Regions from separate parts of the Rattus norvegicus genome. Here region 2 is linked to region 1. A link is a contact called in public Hi-C data. All regions are on one chromosome and are shown on one strand. Each heading gives the region's core, a stretch centred on a gene start, on an enhancer-like site or on the middle of the called end of the contact. The rest is flanking DNA. Distances are from core to core; before and after follow the strand shown. Region 1 holds the start of Musk (muscle associated receptor tyrosine kinase). Region 2 overlaps Musk (muscle associated receptor tyrosine kinase).

The links. A called contact is a pair of places that touch in the nucleus more often than the background predicts.
Region 2: a contact with region 1 is called in a Hi-C map of psoas muscle, with 1.5 times the contacts expected there. The contact joins the enhancer-like site here to the promoter of Musk in region 1.

What each region holds. Positions count from the first base shown.
Region 1 is chr5:77,852,333-77,855,594 of GRCr8, forward strand. It overlaps Musk (muscle associated receptor tyrosine kinase), which reads left to right and starts at 1,404. Exons shown (of 15, transcript NM_031061.2): 1 at 1,404-1,601. The coding sequence starts at 1,523.
Region 2 is chr5:77,936,258-77,939,521 of GRCr8, forward strand. The region is part of intron 8 of Musk (muscle associated receptor tyrosine kinase); the gene reads left to right. Among named protein-coding and RNA genes, the nearest start is that of 4930522L14Rikl, 51 kb to the left of the region's middle. Within about 2 kb of position 1,609, at least 3 of the 93 cell types and tissues checked have an H3K27ac peak or open chromatin away from gene starts, as enhancers often do.

The DNA of each region.
Region 1 (3,262 bases), core at 154-2,653:
ATGTCTGCAAAGATGTGTTCAGAAAGGTTAAGGATGGAAGACCCACCCCAAATGTGGGTGCCATAAATTGAAAGGGAGAAAGAAGAAAGCAAGTTGAATGCAACCTTTAGCTGTCTCTGCTTACTAAGTGTGAATGCAGAGTGACCAGGTGTGACTCAAGCTTGGAGTGGGGTGATAGAATGTATCCTCCCAAGAAAAGGGGGTTTTCACTACAAACCATGCTCTCTCTCTCTCTCTCTCTCTCTCTCTCTCTCTCACACACACACACACACACACACACACACACACACACACAGCAGATCAATATCAACTTTCCAGTATAGCTCTGATTTAGATCCTACCAACGATGTGTTCTTTTTTTTTTTTTTTTTTTTTTGGTTCTTTTTTTCGGAGCTGGGGACCGAACCCAGGGCCTTGCGCTTCCTAGGTAAGCGCTCTACCACTGAGCTAAATCCCCAGCCCCCAACGATGTGTTCTTTTAAGTGCTCTTTTTCTCCAGCTTCTCGTCAATACCTGTCACAGTAATTGCTGTAATTTAGGGTGGAAACTGAGTAGTTTCCATCATAACAATGAGCAAAAAGTCATGAAGATAGTGTGCCTTCATGAACATTACTTGAGCACCATCTTAAGCTTGTGTCCTACTGGAAGAACTGGTGCGTCCAGCCTTTATGTTATGGGGGTAGGTGGTAGGTATGGCTTCATGCAGTCGAGCACAGATGTGGGAAGATATCATCAGCCTTCTAGTCAGTTAGGGTTGCTCGGGAGCCAGGCCATCAAATATGATACCGAATAGTAAGAAACATGGATCATAAAAGATGAAGCTAGAGAGGCGACGAGATACCAGCGAGTCCCCTTACGTCACAGCAGAGAGGATCGCATGTGTTTTTATGCAACAAGAAGTCACAGCAGCCTTTGGGGCGGAGGGGCTCTCTCATGGTCATATATCCCAGGGATAAAGTGTAAGACTTTAATGATTGCCAGAAACAGGTTAGTATCACACCTTACCAGTGCCAGGGAAAGAATTCAAGGAATGTGTGATGGGTGAAGTCTGGAGCAGCTGGGCTAGGCTGGCTGTCAGCTGGGGGTCAGGTGAGCCATGAAGAAAGTCAAAATTAGTTTGATCCGGATTCCTCATTGGAGTGCAGGAGAGGTGGGGGACCAACCTCACATTAGGAATGCTGTAATCTCAGGGAAAGCAGTGGTGGCCATAAAAGGCATCTGGTATTGTCCTTCTGCCACTGTCTTAAAAGGGATTCTGAAGGGATTTTCTTTCCCTTGTTCCTCCAGCCCTCCACTTGCATTACCCGACTGAGTGAGTACTCCCCAGCTGGCCTTGTCCATCATCATGATAAGGTCTGTGGATTCCTGATCATACTTAGAGCCTGTGGCGGCCGCAGCAGACGCAAACAGTCATTAGTGGACGACTCTATTGTAATAAACTGTGCTTTAAAATGTAAACCAGGGAGCGTTTTTTTCCTCACATTGTCCAGAAGCAACCTTTCTTCCTGAGCCTGGATTAATCATGAGAGAGCTCGTCAACATTCCACTGTTACAGATGCTCACCCTGGTTGCCTTCAGCGGGACCGAGAAACTTCCAAAAGGTTGGTCTGTGCAATCTTGCCCTTAAGTGCTTGTGAGTTTCGTGGTGGCTGATACTTGTGTGATGTAGGGATAGACTGTATGGAGAGAGAGAGAGAGAGAGAGAGAGAGAGAGAGAGAGAGAGAGAGAGAGGGAGAGGGAGAGGGAGGGAGAGAGAGAGAGAGAGAGAGAGAGAGAGAGAGAGAGAGAGAGAGAGAGAGAGATATCTATTCAGACTGGTTGATTGTTCTCTTCTAAGCTCTACAATTAAACACAACATGGTGTGCAGAGACCTCCCTTCTAGGGAGATGTTGCCAGGTAGACTGTGAGTTATGGAGTTTTTCTGTGTGTCAAACATTGGGGTGGTCTTCTAAAGGGCGATCAAAGTCGGTCTACACTGGATTTGCCAAGACTGTAATCCACCCCACTTCCAGAAATCCAGAGTGTTTTGCTTCTGAGAAAAAGTCCTTTCTACTTTCAGTTTTGGTTTTTCCCAAACTCTTAGTGAACACTTCAGTAGCTAGAAATCAGACCCAGAGAAAGGCACACAGAAGAGTACAGATAAAATCCCGGAGACAACAGAGTCCCTGTAACTTTGCTACCGGGGTTGTGATTTAGGCTTGGCAAGTGATTGCACTAGTATTTTTTTTCCTAGCGCTTTTGGAATGTACCGGAAATAACACCACCTAAGGGGGAAAGCAACTTAAGAAAGTGACAAACACCTGTTGCAGCAGCAAGAACGTCCACGGAGCTGTGGTTTCTGGCCAAGAATTATGAAAGTTAGAATCAGGGAGAGTGGAAAATACGTGATTTGCAAAGAGAAGGGAGCTTCAAAACCAGGCACGAAGAAGCACACTAAATGTTATCAGACAGCAGCATGATAAGTGTCTGTCAACAGAGCTGTGCAGAGTTCTAGATTTTGGTCAGATGAATTAATTCCCATTTCCACTGGGTTGCTAAATTACTGAAAAAATTTATCTTGAATAATTAATGAATGGTGTTTGTATGTACATGGGAAACACATCTTTAAGTCTTATAGTTCACCTGCAGTCCTGGGACCACGGGGTCATGGATCTCCCGTAGCAGGCAGCATTCCTTTCCAAACAATCTGATCCCTCCAGGTTTATTTTACTTTATTTGTTTATTTACTTAATTCTCCTGGGGCAAAAGGGTTGGTATCTTCTAATGTTCTCAATAACTTATGCCACCGTGATACTTTAAGATGTCTTTAGGTAAAAAAGAACCTGGACCTTTTAAGATAAACTAATAATAGCCAGAAGAACTTAACGTTGGCTCCGAGTTATTTTAATACTTCCTGATCAAAACACGGATGTCCGGCAGAGCGATACCTGGCTGCTCGCACCTATGGATTCTGACCGGTCTTATTTATTTTAAACTATGCTAAGCTGACAAGGGAGGGGGATTCGTGTTAAACCTCAGCCTGTTAAGAGCAGCACAACTGTTTTGAGTTCTAAATCAACTGTGGGTACACAAAACAATAACAACAAAACTCCACAAAACACCTCTGTCTGTGTGCTTGTTTAGAGTCTGGAGACAAATGATTTTTTTGTTGTTTTTGTCCCCCAAGCCCTCATTCAAATGTGCATGATCATCTCTGTTTTACAAACTTTCAGATTATCATGGCACAGGGTAACAGTACCAAATATCCCGACTTTTAAAGAA
Region 2 (3,264 bases), core at 359-2,858, 84 kb after region 1:
AGTTAGCATCATGATGCCTGTTGTCATTCTGACATTACAGGGACTTCAGGGAGAAGTGTTACTCTTTGTACTTTTTGTACAAGGATCCAGGTACAGACAGTGTTGCCAGACCACACAGGTCACAAAGTGCTAGGTCTCCAAGTTTGGACAGACAGACTCCAGAGTACTGATTCACAACCGCTGCACAGAAACTGAGAAGAACATCAAACTCCAGACACTGATTCCAATGCCATAAAGAAAATAACTCAATACACAATGTGGTTCCTTCTAGATCTCATCTTTGGGTGTACAGCTGCGATGTCCTCTTTGGGGATCAGTTGTTAGCTTTTGAGGAGATCCACAGCTCTCAGGGACAACACACCCACCCTTAAGAACTTCACAGTGAAGCCCAGTGTCTACTGATGGGCCACATGGTGCACGCAGGGAAGAGTCACGCCATTGGACAACAAAGACACAGCACCATCAGGTTAACACAACGGCTCTCCCTGCTTTTTTTAAAAAAAAAAAAGTACTGTAAACTTATTAGAAATGGAGACACAAAACCAATTTATATACTCCCAAGCCTATAGAAGCTTTATTTTATTTTGCACATAAAGATTAATTACAATATTGGAATCATAAATAAAATAAAATCCAGGGCTAGAAGAGTGACATAGATCATCTCCATGGAAATAAATTCAAATGAAGCAGTTTAGACATGTAGGAAGTTAAATAAATGCCCCAGCACTTAGCAGGCTAGGACAGAAGGTCATGAAGTTTTCAGGCTGGCATGGGCAACAAAATGAAACGATGCCTCAAGAAATAAAAGGAGCTGTCCCAGCCACTTTCCTCTTGTGATAATGTAAACACACTCAAACTCTGCTGAAAGTGGCGAAAATGCCTGTTTTATAATTTCCAACTTAGAAATTTTTATTGTTAGCCTTAAAGTGATTGTATCTATAGACAAAAAGCCACCCACTTTTAGAAACCTACTCAAAGGAAATAAGAATTGTGAATACTATTTCCAACTGCTTGCACTCGTGGATATAGTGTACAAACAGCATACCTATCCACTGGTGAAGGAAATCGAGTCGCAGCTTTGTTTTAAAAACAAATGTTTACATTGGCACAGGTAAATGTTTACAATATCTATGATGCAAAAATGCAGGACACAAAAAATGTATTTACAGATCAGTTATGAAGTTTCTGCGTATAAATAATATAATCTATTATACACAAATATGCAATACATAAAATATCTGTCTAGGAGACATTTTTATTTTCGAACTATATTCATTCTATTGTATTTGTTCTTTGAGAAGTCCATATGGTATATTATTATCATAGTCTCTCCCTGTCCTCCGGCTCCTCTGAGCCCCTCCCCACCCACCTACCCAACCTTGAATCTTTCTCTTAGCTTCTGGGAGAGACAAAATCAACTTTCTCTATTTTTTTATTTTTTAATTAAAAAAAAAAGCCATTGCTTCCGTATACTGCAGCACATTTTGTACAGTAAATGGTTCTTAACTTCCACTCGCAGGAAGCACGGCGGTTTTCAGGAAGGTCATGTTCTCCTCGCTGAGGACAGCGTGCTTGGCAGTCCAGCAAAGTGACATTTGATCAGTACGCAACAGCGGAGGCTGGCAAACATTTTCTATAAAGGGTCAGATATTAATATATTCCCTCAGTGAGCCGCGCAGACCTTATTAAAACTGCTTAGCCTGTTACTTTAGCAGAAACCCAGGCACGAAATGTGTCCAAAAGGGTACAATTGCTTCCTTTTCTGTGGAGATGCAGTTTAAGCCGCATGTAGTTTCCCCATGCCATTCAATATCCTTCTTTTAAGTTTCTGCAACCACTTTAAAATGTAGACATTACCTTTAGCTCTCGAGAAAAGGGAGAAATCTGTAAAAAGCATAAACTTTAAAATATGAAGGGCATTAAGTTTCAGTGAGACATAGGAACAGGTCGAAGAGAGTCATCATAGGATAAGGTGACCAGTGTCAGCAATATGTATAGTATTCCTTTCAAATAATCACTAAATAGATTTAACTGTTTTCACCACAAATTGTAACATGCATCTGAAATGATACAAATGTCAATTAGCTCAATTCAAAGTATCACGTCATGCATGCTATACAAAGATTCTGTCAATTAAATGTTATTTAAAAAGACAAAAAATTTGCTTAAGCACAAGACTGAAGAAACGTCATGTATATGTTACTTTGAAAAAGGAGTGCCCGTCATGGTACACATGCGTGAACATTTAACTTAGTGCATGTGACTATGGGCATCTGGTATTGACCACATTCCAAAGTTTTAAATTATCATCAAAAAATCATTAGGACCTTTTTGTGAGTCTATGTACTTCTTTAAGAATCGAGACCGAAAAGTCTTGAGTTGTATTTGCTGGCCTCTGCCTAGCAAGTGAGTCGCATACAGACAACAGGAAGGGATGGAACCCCTGCCAGCTGCTTTGAAGCTGAGGAATGGCTGGGAAACTCGGCCATCACCTTTGCAGGGGAAAGGCAACAGTCGCCATGTAAGGGAAGATCCAAGGAGAGGGAGAGCTATCAAGTGTACCTACACTACAGTACGGGGTGTCATAAACCAAACAGGACATAGCTGGTTCTCTGGACATGCCTCTGAACAAAGTTCAAAGGGAATAGATGGTGCCTTCTTCATAGAAACCGGAAGGAAATATTTGAAAATGTGATTCAGACATGTATTAGTGGAGAGAGAATTAATATTAATGCTCCAGTGACTGACTGCAGAGCTGTTCTTCATAAAAGAAGGTGAGAGAGGTGTCTGGGATCAAAGACTCCTTCTTACCACTGCAGAAGGAGGTTTGCCAGGAGGTAAGACAGGAACAGGTGCCATGCATAACATTAGCTCTTATTTTTAAGAGATTGTATACCAGAACATTCCAGAATAATCAGCATTCTGTAAAGGGACCTCTGTGACCTCTGCCCCAGTGTTCAAATGAGCAGCAGAGCCAGCTGCATGTGAAACTGCCCTCTCAGCAGTCCAGGAGCTAAAGAGATACACAGACTCAGGTGGGCAGCGCAAAAGCCCACAGAAAACCGGGAGGTGGAGGCTTTGGAGGTGTTCTGGCACCTCAAAAACCAGTTCTTGCTGGGAGCAACAGTTAGGGGTTGTTATTATTATTATTATTATTATTATTATTATTATTACTGATAGATTTAGGAAGTCTGTGGACTGAATGTTTCAATTGGTTTCCATGTCTGATATCTAAATTTTGACAGTTATGGAAAATTTGAGTTT